2 separate regions of the Sus scrofa genome follow, and region 2 is linked to region 1. Evidence: chromatin contacts called from public Hi-C data. All regions are on one chromosome and are shown on one strand. Each heading gives the region's core, a stretch centred on a gene start, on an enhancer-like site or on the middle of the called end of the contact. The rest is flanking DNA. Distances are from core to core; before and after follow the strand shown. Region 1 holds the start of ARFIP1 (ADP ribosylation factor interacting protein 1). Region 2 holds the start of RPS3A (ribosomal protein S3A).

The links. A called contact is a pair of places that touch in the nucleus more often than the background predicts.
Region 2: a Hi-C map of skeletal muscle shows a contact between it and region 1, with 14 times the contacts expected there. The contact joins the promoter of RPS3A here to the promoter of ARFIP1 in region 1. A contact is called at or near these places in 1 of 5 promoter capture datasets (liver), 5 of 47 Hi-C or Micro-C datasets (heart right ventricle, liver, skeletal muscle and 1 more) and 1 of 2 datasets of contacts at active chromatin or transcription factors (skeletal muscle).

What each region holds. Positions count from the first base shown.
Region 1 is chr8:76,266,223-76,273,438 of Sscrofa11.1, forward strand. It overlaps ARFIP1 (ADP ribosylation factor interacting protein 1), which reads right to left and starts at 4,206. Exons shown (of 9, transcript NM_001252233.1): 1 at 4,088-4,206.
Region 2 is chr8:77,890,013-77,896,814 of Sscrofa11.1, forward strand. It overlaps RPS3A (ribosomal protein S3A), which reads right to left and starts at 3,728. Exons shown (of 6, transcript NM_001137619.1): 1 at 3,643-3,728; 2 at 2,842-2,945; 3 at 2,306-2,493; 4 at 586-794; 5 at 1-54. The coding sequence starts at 3,704.

The DNA of each region.
Region 1 (7,216 bases), core at 2,956-5,455:
TATGTGTGCCGTGATGCAGAAAAATTTGGAAACCTTGCTCTAAAACACTACCTCATGTTAGCTGAAACGGGTTGGCCAACCAACTCCCTCCTCTGGATGATTTAGGCCTCACCACCCACTCTGTTATTCTTATGATCCTGATTCAAAGATAGTGTGTCACAGTTCCCCAAAGGATCAAAAAGGATCAAGCCTGAAGATCAAGGAGCTGCCACCACAAATATACAAAAAAAAAAAAAGAAACAAAATAAAAACTCTTAGGCGACAGCATGGCAAAGTATTTCCAGTAATTTCCAGTAATATCTGTCTATAAGCATCTTACGACATCTTAAAAGTTTAGAATAAAGAGGGAAAGAAAGGATGGAGGGAAGAAGAAAAAGAGAACAAAGGGAAGAGAAAAAGAAAATATATACTTTTGCCTTGTAGAGAAAAGCTGAGAATCCGCAAGAGCTTCCAAGACTACCTAAGATGAGTAGAGACTAAAGATTACTCTTATGTTCCTTTGGTTTACAGTCTTTTCCCTATTTCCCAGAACTAATGTTGGTGGATATCTGACTTTTAGACTGTCATGGTTCCTAAGTCATCATCATCCACATATTGTGGAACTACTCTTTCCGGTCGTAGATATATTGTTAGTTTTTCATCCATAGCCGTGTAATCTTCAATTCCTGATTAAATTTACTCCTTCCTCCATCCTGAATTTATTCCTTATTCCATCCTAAATTAATCATTCTGACCCCAGACTCTAACAATGCCAACCCTTATTTTTGCATCATCCACCCCTCATACTTCATACGCACACATGAACACATATCTACAGGTTTATATTCACCTTGTGGGAAAGCTAAGGCCTCCTCCAAACTTATTTCTTTTTGTCATATGTTTTGGGATGATATTCAACCAGCTGGTTAGGTACTTAAGATTAATAAAGAAAGAGACCTTCTAATGTCTGACAGAAAATCAGGTGAGATATCCCCACCTCGGGCCAAGAAAGGCGTAAAGAAAATGTGGTAGAAGCAGCCTAGGTAGTGCTTAAGAGCTCACAGCCTGGATTCAGATAACCTAGGCTCAATCCTGGCTCCACCAGTGTAATTCTGAGCACATTACTTTAGCTTCAGTTGATTGTTTAGTTTCCATTACTTCAGCTAAAAAAAAAAAAAAGAAAATTTTAGCCACATCATAAGGTTGTTGTGAGGATTAGATGAATAAACATGTAAAGCACTTAGCATGAGGCCTGGCACACAATAGGTGAACAAATGCTAATTTGTGTTATGGTGTCAGATATAATCTATCTTCTGTCTTTCTCATTGCTATAAAAGAAAACTAATTTAGCATAATTGACTCTTTTTAAAGTTATGTTTTCCTGCCCCCCAAAGTGAGGCTGCTAGATAGAGGGAAAATTATTTCGTGAGCAGAAGCTGGTTACTCTAATAAGGACTATGATGAGCTGCACAGGTCTCTTCAAGTTCTAACATTCTATGAAACAGGTGTCAAACATTTAGAACATCAACCCTTAATCAACAAACACTTCACCATCAAATCAGTAAGTTCGAATATGCACTCTAAACTTACATAAACTTTGGAAGGCCACTAACTTATTCTCAAAAGAGAATGCCCAATAAATACTTAATACAGAGGTGATATGGAGGGAAAAGAGATGTCAAGATGGGCAGCAACATAACAGAGGCTTATGGACCACGCCATGGGAACATCTTATTTGCCCTTCCTAACCATGCCAAATCCCAAAGCAGACGCCTCAAATGAAAGACAAGAAAAGGAAAACAAAGTACACCAGAAATTTAAACTTTTTACTCAACTGTACCCAGTGGGTGGGTGATCTTTAACATGTATTAAATAAGAATAAACTTATCCATTTCTAAATCCAGTGGATTGCCACAACACTGGCCACACACAGCTATCCCTATAAAGAAACCTCAATACCACAAAACAGGAACTAAATAAGTAGGTAGTCTTACTTCCTTCTCTAGGTCTAGGAAGGAATTTAGAAACACCGAAGTTTTGAAGTAGCTGGAGATTTCATCAGTATGAAGCTAGAATCTCTGCATTCTACTCTCCTCAGTGCCCAAAACTAGCTGTGTACAGTTTAAAAAAATAATAGCTCCACACAAAAAGTTACATTAACTTCTGGAGTTCCCGTCGTGGCGCAGTGGTTAACGAATCGGACTAGGAACCATGAGGTTGAGGGTTCGGTCCCTGCCCTTGCTCAGTGGGTTAAGGATCCGGCGTTGCCATGAGCTGTGGTGTAGGTTGCAGACGCGGCTCGGATCCCGCGTTGCTGTGGCTCTGACGTAGGCTGGTGGCTGCAGCTCCGATTCAACCCCTAGCCTGGGAGCCTCCATATGCCGCGGGAGCGGCCCAAGAAATAGCAACAACAACAACAACAACAAAAAGACAAAAGACAAAAAAAAAAAAAAAAAAAAAAGTTTCATTAACTTCAAAAAGACACTACCTAAGGAGTGCCTTTTAGTCTATCTGAAGGTTATATACCTCTTTTGAGAATTTGATAAAAAAAAATGGACATTCTCCCCAGCGGGGTTGAAAACGCACTCAAACAAAACTTTTCAACCATAATTGGGGGGGGGTGAAGGGGTGAGGAAACACCCTGAAAGTCACTGACCCCTAGACCATGGAACCCCAAAGCACAACCCAGGATTAAGGCAAACTAATTTATCAATCTGAAAAGATGAAAGTAACTGAGGCAGAGATTTTAACCCAGAAAATAAAATAAAATGAGACATATTTTCTCAGCTAATGGAGTGTTAGATGTAGTGGTTGGGAGAAAGTGTTGGCCATGTTAGCAAGGAAAGCAAAAAAAAAAAAAGAAAGAAAGAAAGAAAAGAAAGGAAAAACAAACAAACCAAAAAACCCCACAGGACTAACAAAAGAAAAGTGAATTTAAAACAATAGTGACGTAGAATCTGTTGTATTCACTCTGAGACAGCAGCGATAAAATAGCCAATCCCTGCAGACTTGACACAGGAATGATTTAACGTAACCAATTCCGGCGCACGTTCCCATGCCAAAAAAGCTAATTAAATTGCAATGTGAACACACACCTGCCACACTTGCAAGTGAAAACACAAGTTCACGAGAAGTCCTGCAACTCTTCCATTTTTTCCCTTTAGAACAGAGTTAGAGAAATGACATGCTTTAATCTAGGAAAAAATGAAGGGAGGGGGACAGAAATCCTAAAAGGGGGCGGCTAAAGGATCTGCAGGAAGTGCAGACTACAAACTTTTTTGAGATCAAAGGGTTCGAGAGGGAGATAAGAAAAAAACAAAGGAAGTAATAAGTAAAAGGGAAAAGCGTCTAGAAACAGTTCTTTAAAACAAAACAAAAAAAATCCTTTTTCCTAGACACGTAAACAGTAGTAACTTGGCAAAGAGGAACGGACGAGACGCCAGCACAACTTCCTTCCCAACTCCAGCATTCCTTGGCGGTCCGCGTAAGCTGAGCAAGGCTCAGGACCTTTCACAGGCGGGGCGCCTCCCTGCACCACTGCCCGAAGAGCCTCTCGCAGGGACTACCGCGTCTCCCTCCCTCCCACTGCGGAGGAGAGAAGTGCGGGATGCGGGGAAAGGCAGAGAACCGTAAAGGCTGGACCCCCAAACCTGACGGTGGCCCACTCCGAGTGGACCCACTCCTGGATCCTGCCACCCCTTTTCCCACTCGATGCGTGCAAAACCGGGAGGGCGCCGCCCCAGGAGGGCCGGTCCTACCTCTTCACCCGGCACACGCAGGTGGGACAGAAGGGAGGAAGGGGCAGAGATCCAAGGCCGAATACCTGAGCAGAGACAGATGGCACGGACTAAGGACAGAAGTGCCCAGTGAAAGTCCGGAACTGAGAGCCCCAGCGGCAACGTGTCCCGCCCCGTCAACCCCTCCCAGCCGCCTTCCCCCGCCTCTTCCCCGCCGGCCATCTCCGCCTTCACCTGTCCGCGGAGAAGCCAGCGGTTCTCACGTCGAGTATCAGCCCTGCCTTCTGCTCTCCAGAGTTGCCTCAGCCCTGGCCCCAAGTGAGCGGAAACGCGACCTGAGCCTCCTCCTTCCTACCCTCCCCCCCACGCACCTCGGCTCCGCGGGGGCGGGGAGCAAGTGCAGCTGTCACAGCCTCACCCTGACCGACGGCCGAGGACACGCAGAGCCGCGGCCTCCCAACCCGGCCTGCAACCCCCGAGCCGAGAGCAGCGGAGCCGGAAGTGAGGGGACCGGAAGTAGCGTTGTCCGTGGCTCTGGACGGCCTCTCTCTCCCTCGATCTGGCCGGCCCAGCCGCGTCTCGATGGTGCCGGCGCACCTCCCCCAAGGCCCCCTCCACCGCCCTCCGGGAGGCGGGCCCCGCCCCTCCCTCTGCGGCCCTAGCAACCACATCCGGGACTCAGCCGGCGCCGTTGCCCGGGTAATTTTCTAGCTGCGGTGGGATCACCAAGGGGTGTGAGCGCGGGTAAAGAAGCACTTGCCAGAGTTGCAAGCTCGCGGGGAGACTCGTAGGCTGGTCTTGAGTGGTCGGAGGTCCAGAAGCCTTCAGCATCCTTTCTTTCTCACTCACACACCCCAGCCTCGGACGTTAGGCGCGCCCCCCCCCGCCCCCTCCGCGCCCCGCGCCCGGCAACAGACGGTGAGCCGGTGGCGGGAGGGTTGGAGGTTGAAGGTAGCTCACCGCCTGGCCCTCCTAGGAGAGCCAAAGCTTATTTCTCAGCTGCCGGAGAGCATATAGAAGGTTATTCCAGCCCCTTGGGGGGGGGCGGGGAGAGAATGCAGAATTTATGGAGTATAGGGGATGCGGGCGCCTGACTCTTCCTTCTTCCCCAGTGCTTGGAAGGACCCACTCTGGCCACGTCACTCACGCCCACCCCCTTCAGGAAGACCAGAACCCCTTGCCCTGCGTCCCTGAGTTCTTACGACCTGTTCTGTTTTGTGATCATTTCTGCTCTGCTCGCTCGCAGGCAGTGGATCCATGATACTTTGCTTTCCTGCTTCCCTTTCTTCATCCAGGTGACCAGTTTCTGCTAGCTTTGCTCGCCCCGTTACTTAAACAGATTACTGCCCTGCCTACAGAAACCGCTGAACAACCTTTCTTTCAGAGCCCTTTGTAGTTTCCTAAGAGGAGGCTCCAACCTGTACCTCGGATGTTCTCCCTGTCCCCAGCGCTGTATGCAGAGAAACCTGAAGCTCATTTACACACAATACAGACCCGTGATCCACCCCGCGCACATCTCCCTTCAAAGTTCTGGACTGCTTTTCCTTTGACAGCTCTTGGGTGCTCGTTTTCACCGCCATTTCACTTGCAGAAATGCTAAAGGTAACAGTACTCTCTGTGGGATCTCCCTCTCTTTAGACTTGTACTACTCACCTGCCTTGCTGCATTAATCAACAAGCCATTTTTATTGACTAAGCGCCCAAAGGCAGAACTCTGCTTCTCCAAATTGAGGGGGAGAGTTTCAGCGTAGTGAATGGTACATCCCTGTAGATATCGTCCGCATATCTGTGAACAGTAAAAACCCATGACACCACAAATGTTTCAAAAGTAAATAACAATATTTATTATCCGAGCTCTCCAGGACACCTCTGCAAAACCATAATGAAATCCTAAAACATTAATCTGTGGTTAAAGGGTCCTTATCTTAAATGGCTCTGTCCTTAACCAAAAAAAGAAAAAGAAAGAGTGAATATATATAAAAGTAATGCATAGAGTTCTAACAGTTTACTGTGGATATTCCTTTTCCAGGCCATCTGGTTAGTCTTCTCAATTGTAAGGAAAGGACCCCAATCTAAAATAAGTACTGCTCTGCTCTTGTTAAATAGGAACTTAAGAATGGAACTTAGTAGCCAAGTACAAGTGTTCTTCTTAGAGTTTCAGAGGAGTGATTAGGAAGATGTTCATAGCTGTGTACAGTGATACTTGAATGATGCTTAACTGTTTGATCTGGCTGGTGCCCTAAGGACTCCTGCCAGATGTCTCTTGAGACTGGGGACTCTTGACTTCGCTGAAGAAATCTATTAAACTTTTAGGCTCAGAGGTGTTTCTTTTATTAGAATGGTGGACACTTGCTTTGATTATTTGTCCTTAGCTGAATAGTTTTCTTGGCAGCTGCTGGTTTTGATAGAGCTTCTGATGGACTTGAGACTAATGCTAACTTCTGCTTGGTGAAGGTGCTGTCAGTCATTTTAGGTGCTCTTTGGTCTGCTGCAATTCTGGTATTTTGCATTAATAGTCCTTATACGTGGTGTTATGCTGTGCAAGGCTGTACACAAGATTAATCGTCCTATGAGTTCTGCTTCCCCAAGGGAAATTAGAAAGTAGGCTGACTGGAACGGATACACTGCAAGCTACTTCAGCTGGTGATGGAAAACAGTGAAATTCTAGGCACTTACTTTGGGAAAAAGAAGCAGTAGCCAGTATTCTTTGGATCGGGGGAAATTTTTTCATTCTAACTCAAAAACTTTATTTTAAAGCTGACCCTGTTGAGATGAGGTTTTGTTTTATTTTTTCGCTCGCTCTCTCGTGCTCTCGCTCTCTTGCTGTCTCCCTTCCCCCCTTTTCTCTTTCTCCTACAGCTTGAGGAATTCTGCCTGCCCATTCTCTTTAGGAAGAATATAGATTACTGTTTTGCTTTTATTAGTGTTATGTTTGGAGGGGTAAGAAAAAAATGGAATAACTTCCTGTCATAATATACTCACTACATGGGGCTTATTTATTCATTTACCTTTGCTCTGTTTTGGCTATTATTCAGCTTTAGAAAAATCAGGTACTGGAATTCCAGATGTGGCTCAGCAGTAGCAAATCCGACTAATATCCATAAGGATGCAGGTTCTATCCCTGGCCTCGCTCTGTGGGTTATGGATCTGGCATTGCCATGAGCTGTGGTGTAGGTCGCAGATGCGGCTTGGATCTGGCATTGCTGTGGCTGTGGCAAAGGCTGGCAGCTACAGATCAGATTCGACCCCTTGCCTGAGAACTTCCATGTGCTGCTGGTGCAGCCCTAAAAAGACAAAAAAAATTTAAATAATAAAGAGAAAAAAGAAAAATCAAGTACTGTTTATTCACTTGGCTTGTGGGGAACCCTGGCAGCTTATCTCTTATTTATTGACAAGGAAGGAAAGAAGACAACAGGTTGAAGGATGTTAATTTTCCTTTCTGAATGAATTAAGTGCACGTGCCACCTTTTTGCTTTAGATGTTGTATACTGTATGCTACTT
Region 2 (6,802 bases), core at 2,478-4,977, 1.6 Mb after region 1:
GGATAAATAGACTGGCAAGCCTTTTCTATGTCCTTTCCAATGCTGTCTGGAATCCTGCAAACCAGTAATGATAAATTAAACACACTTCACGTAATCCAAAATATTCCTCATTCTGCTACTGCCTTCACAGGTGAAGGTTATATGATCCGAATTACATAACTAGTTAGTAGCAAAATTAGCAGTTGAGCTTTCTGAGTCCAAGCCTTATGCCTTTTCCATGACACTTCTCTGTGCCAACTGCATGGGAACATCAGAAAAATGTTACGTATTATCATCGAACATCATCTGGGACCGAAACATTTTGTCATCACTTATTCCCATACATTAACGATCGTGATGGTTTTATAATATTTTCTAAAGAAGGTAAAAGCAAGTCCTGTGCTTCAAGTCTCACTGCCGAGAGCTTCATTCAAAAAAAGGATAAAGAAACCATCAAATAACATTTACTGAACACTTAACATGCTTTCATTTCAAGAGATGCATCTAGACAGTTTCACAGCCTGAATTTACACAAAAGTCTGACTCCACCTTGTCTCATATGCTTCCCTCATCTGAGGGCTGTGCTGTGTGAGGGAAAGCACTTACAATTTATTGACCACCTCTTTCAAGTCATTTGTCTGCACCTCTCGGGTCATGATTTCCATCATCTTCTTCCGGATTTGGCGGACTTGTTGGTGCTGAGCGTAAGAGGTCTTCCGAATCTGATTGTTGCGTTTTTTAGTAAAACCAACACAGAACAGACGAAGCAAATAACCATCGGTAGTCTTGACATCAACGTGAGCTTCAATCATGGTCTAGTAAAAAAAAAAAAAAACCTGTCAGATATATCAGATTTTGTGGGGTTTGCTTTTTTTCTTTTTTTGGCTTTGCCTACAACAAATGCAAATTCTGGGGCCAGGGACTGAACACTTGCCACAGAAGCAACCCAAGCCACTGCAGTGATAACACCAGGTCCTTAACCCAGTGCACCACCATGTTATCAATGTTTAGCCCTCAAACCCCAATTCTAAAAAGCTGGCAGGTCAAGTACTCATTTCACAATATTAAGTATGATAAATGACTAGTTTAATTTACAGAATTAACCTCCTTCAAGTGCAGTTACCCTGAATTCTTACTATCTACCCTCCACTTGTAACTGAATAAATATCCTCTCAGCTGTCTTCCCTCCTCCCCTCTGGGTAACTTCTATCCTCATAATCACCTATGTGAACAGCACCCACCCTCTTCCATTCACATGCCTTTTACAGAAACATGCCAGCCTTTAACAACCTGTTCTTTCCCCAATCAGTTCTTTAACTCTGCAAAAGAATATATATATATTTAAATTTCTTCTATGTTCCAAACTAAAGCCATGCTGAGGATTAAACATTTACACATATAAAATATAACTTTTAAAATCTATACTTCTATTACTGTCTAAATTCAGAAAAAACTATCTGAGATAGTGAAAAAATGAACTGCTTTCTTTGTATTTTGTAAATCTTACACCACAGTTTAAAGAATGAATATAATACAACTATAGTGAAAAGACCTTAAATGGTTTCCAGGAATGCAACTATAAAACCTTAAGGGAATGTCAGAAATAAATGTAACGGTAGAATCAAAATGTATCATATGGGACCGAAACATTTTGTCATCATTCATTCCCACATAGAAAATATCCCCAAAGGGGATGGTTAACAGGACACATCTGAACAAATGTAACTAATCCCTGTAGTAATACTAACAGGTACAAGTGCTTTCTGTGTCAAGCTCTGTATAAGCATGTTTGCATGGATCTTTTACTTATCCTCATTAACTCTCACCTTATGGTAACACTCTCACCAACATTTTACAGATTAAGAAAACCAAGGCTTAGCAAGCTTTAAGTTACCTTCCAGAAAGAATAACTGGAGAAAGGAACCAAGATTTCAACCCCACACCAGAGACTCTGTCACACCCATTACAGCAAAACAGGTAATCAAACAAAACTAGCCCAATCCACCCTTTCCCAATAAAATTCTCTAAAATTCGCTAGACTTTGAGGTCCAGAGGTACTCTGAAGACAGGCAAAACTAAAACGGCAAACCTGCACCTAGACGTTCTTCAACCAGCTACTAATCCATGCACCAGGGCTGTGAGATGAATTCAATTTACACAGGTAATTTACACAACCTCACTGTTGTTGATCAAGTTCAAGTGCCAATCCCAGAATCCACTCAATAACAGGACTTAAAATGAAATCTAAACCTCAACACCTTTCTGACCTTAAACCACAACATCTTTGGTCACAAACACCACAGGACCACTCAACTTCTGTTCTCACCTGCCATTTTTTGACCATTGAGCACATCTTGTCACGGGTAAGATCCATGCCGTGGAAGTTGGTCAAGCAGTTTTTGCCCTGAACATCCTCAGTAATCAGCTTGAATTTTCTAAATGCAACTTCATCATTCTGCAGATCAGCAAGGCTCACTTCAAACACACGACCCTTGAGGCCATCAGATGCAATTTCTATAAAAACAACAATCGTGTTAACGTTAGAAAACATATTAAGGCAAGAAAGATAAATTTCATGCATTAAACTTAAACTAATAATAAAGACATTAACTTTTGTTTACCAAATCCATATGGACACCAATGACTTACTGACTGCTCATTAGAAGCTCAAAAATACGAACATTTTTTGCTAATTCTAAAAGTACCACCTCGCTTCTCCAAGTGTTGTATTAAAAACAAGCCCTAAAGGGGCCAAAGTTGTCACCAATAGCTGACATTCCCTCACCGTATCCCACCACAGAAACAAGAGTAGACCGACATATTTTTCAATTTAAGAAAAATACAGACGAAAGAGATACTCACTGGTTCCTTGAGTTCTTGTGACCAGTGTTTTCCCAATATTTCTTATATTGAACATAGCTGGTGCTTTCACATCATACCAATCTTTCTTAGAAAATGGGTCAACCCTGGATTTAAAAAAATGCTTAGGTTTTATCGCAGATAACGTAATTCGTTTTAAGCCTCCCTCAGTTTTTGTTCTAATTACTTTAAAAAACCTAGCTCTTCCCACTATATCTATTTCACTGAGCAGATGTGACACTCTGGCAAGTAAATTATGCCCCAAACACTCTCCACCCCTATCGGTCCTTCCACTATACTGACTGCATTACCTCCAAACAACTTGCACGTCTCTTCAACCTTATTGGCACATTAAGACACATACTAGTAACCTAGGCTCTTTAAGGCCTCATGCTAGCTTACGAGATCCCAGGTTCCACCTGGCCATAGCAAGGGAGGGGTGCAGCGTCCCGGGTGGACAAAAAGTTGCGTTGACAAGTCCGGCTTTTGGAGGGGCACTGATTACTCGTAGAATTTACGAGACCCGTAAGCCCACAGTAAGGAACATGCCAGGCCAGAGACGCAGCGGCACTCCCGACTCAAAAGCGGTGCGCATGAGGTCCAGAGGGCCAGCGGAAAAGCAGCCGGACCGCCGCAAAAAAACACCCAGATCCGCCACGCTCCAGTTCGGGAGTTTACTAACCCGGCACGACCCGCGCAATCCAACTAACATCCTCGCCATCCGGCCCACATCGCGATCCAGAACCCGCCCGCCGACTCCAGCAGAGCCCCTAGAAGCGGGGTGCCACGACAGCTGTCACTTACACTTTCTTCTTGGCTCCCTTTTTGCCGCCTTTCGTAAGGCGCTTATTCTTGCCAACCGCCATGGTGCTGCACAGAGAGCCAAAAGGGCGGAAGTATCACTCGCGCGAGAACTTAGGCGTGCGGGGCGGGACGTGCCGTTTACGTGACCTTTGATCTTACGTTTTCCGGCCTTCAGAACTGGGAGAGTCACGTCTCCGACTGTAGCTGCGACTGCGCCCTCGCCTGTGGGGAGGCTGCGTAGCAGGCCACTGGTCGCCGGCTGGGCGCTCCTGAGGCCCTGGCGCAGGCGGCCTGAGGTGCCTCGTGTTGGTGGACGGGGGTTTCTGTGGCCCTGACGCCCTGAAGTGAGTTTTCGTGGAAGAGGACGCCCATTCCACATCTTTCAAAGCCGAAGTCACCGTCTCACCTTCAAGCCTGTTGTCTTCTCAGGAGCGTGGGATTTGGGAGTAGATAGCATGTCTAGGTTCCTTTGCTAGTTACAGTAATATTTAGCCCTGTTGACCTGTCTGTGCTGCGATTTCCTGGTATTTAAAGTGGAGGCCAAAAAGAAAAGTGGAGGCAGAGTAGTTTTGCTCTGGCGCAGAGGGTTAAGGATCCAGCGTTATCTCTGGACGCAGGTTCGATTCCCTCCCCACCCCCACTCCCACGGCCCAGCGCAGTGGGTTAAGGTCTGGCGTTGCCCACCTATGTGACTCGGGTCACAGCTTCGGCTGCAATCCCACCCCTGGCAGGGGAATTTCCACATGACACTGGGTGCGGCCATAAAAATAATAATAATATGAGACATGAAATGGAGGCAAGGAGTTACTTGGTGGCACAGCAGATTGAGGATCTGGCGTTGTCACTGCTGTGGCCAGGGTTGCTGCCGTGGTGTGGGTTCAATTCCTGACTGAGAACTTTTGCATGCAGCGGGCGTGGCCAAAAAAAGTAAACAAAATAGAGGCAGTAAAACTAGTAGGGGTAAATAAGTGTAACTTCGGGGGTATTGGATATTGTATGTTGATATGGAAGCTGGTTAGTGGAGTATGTTCGCTTTGTGAATTTGAATCTAAAGCTGTACACTTCTGTGCGTACTTTTCTTTTTTGTTCTTGTTTTTTGTTTTAGGGCCGCGCATATGGAAGTTCCCAGGCTAGGGGTGTAATCGCCTACACCACAGCCACAGCAACTGATGGGGCTGCATCAGAAACTTAGACTGAAGCCTGCCACAGCAACTTGCTGCTCCTTAACCCACTGAGCAAGGCCAGGGATCGAACCCACTTCCTCATTGATACTATTCCGGTTTTTAATGCACTGAACCACAAAAGGAACTCACTTTGGGTACTTTTCTATTTTTTTTTTTTTTTTTTGAGTTGTGCCAATTTCTGCTATACAGCGAAGTGACTCAGTCATACATATATATACATTCTTTTTTTAATATATATTATTTTCCATAATGGTCTGTCCTAGGAGATTGGACAGAAGTTCCCTGTGCTGTACAGTAAGACCTCATTGCCCATCCATTCTAAATATAATAGTTTGCATCTACTAACCCCAAACTCTCAGTCCATCCTGCTCCCTCCCCTCTCCCCCTTGGCATCTACAGGTCTGTTCTCTATGTCTGTGAGGCTGTCTATTCTGCAGGTAGGATCATTTGTACCATATTTTATTTAGTTTTCACCTATAAGCGTTATCATACAATATTTGTCCTCTTTCTGACTTACTTCACTTTATGATGATGTCTAGTTACATTCTTTAAGTTTCTTATGCACTGATTACAAGTTTTTATGAAAAAATAGAGTGAGTTCTTCTTGTGGTTTCCCTGAGGGACTATGATTCCAGTGTTCCCATATAGTTTGATTTTTCAAAACAAGGTGTTTTTTTAATTGCAGAGGATAACGAAATACATCCTGGCTAGGTGTAGCCTGCGAGTTTCAAGGGTGCAGTCCCTGGAAAGCTGCCTCATACGGGCTTGGTTCTCAGCCAGTGGTATGTTGCGTTCCCTTCTCTAACTTCCCGTTGGCAAAAAAACCCCGGACCAAGCCAGAAACCTACTCCCACTCACGTCACTCCCACAAGCCTTTAAGTGCTTTAATCTCTTCCAGTCCTTCTAGCCTCCATCCCTTACATGCTCACTTTCTAAAACAATCTTCCTAAGTCTCCAATCCTATCCCCAAATCTTTCAATTCCATTCATCTCAGTTGCTTATAGGATAAAGTCATAGTTCTTATTTCACACAATATCAACATACCTGACACTGCTGAGCTGTACAGATAAAAATGGTTAAAATGGCAAATTTTATGTTATGTATTTTTTGTCACAATTCTTTTTCTAAAAATATCAAAGTCCTGGAGTTCCCGCTGTGGTGCAACAGGATCAGTGGCACCTCTGTCGAACCAGACACAGGTTCAATCCCAGTCTGGCACAGTGAGTTAAAGGATCCAGCACTACTGCAGCTGTGGTGTAGCTGGCAACTGAAGCTCAGATCTGATCCCTGACCCAGGAACTCCATATGCTGAGGGGAGGCTGAAAAAGAAAAAAAAAAAGTTCTTAGCTGAGAATCCAAAACCTTTTATCTTCAGTTACCGCCCCTTTCATCCTCACATTATCTTAGTCTTTATTGGTTACCCCAACTCCTGGCCATCTAGAACCATTTAAAATTCCTTGGACTAAGTTTTCTTTTGCCTCCATTCCTTTTCCCTCACCAGCAGGCAAATACCTGTGCAATTTCAAGACAGCTCAGCTTCATTTCCTTTTCTTTTTTTCTTTTTTTTTTTCTTTTGGCTGCTCCCATAGCAGCAGAAGTTCCTGGGCGAGGGACTGACCCTGCCTCACAGCAGTGACCCGGTCACTGCAGTGACAATGCTGGATACTTAACCCGCTGTGCCACAGGGGAACTCCTCAGCTTCATTTCTTCTCTAAGAGTTTGATTCCTTAGGCAAACAGGCTTTCCCTCACACCTGCTCCCAGAAGACCTAAAACTACTTGTTAGTAACTATTGATTAAACGTGTCCCTTTCTCATTGTAAGCAAGGGGGCCCACAGTGCAGTCATTTTCTTATTTGTGTCCATTTCTTAGCACATAATGGACCCTAATAATACTCATTGGATCAGTAACTAATGGTAGACAACATTGGTGTGTTCCCAATCTTTTGAACTTAATGGATCAGTCTAGCTTTTCAAA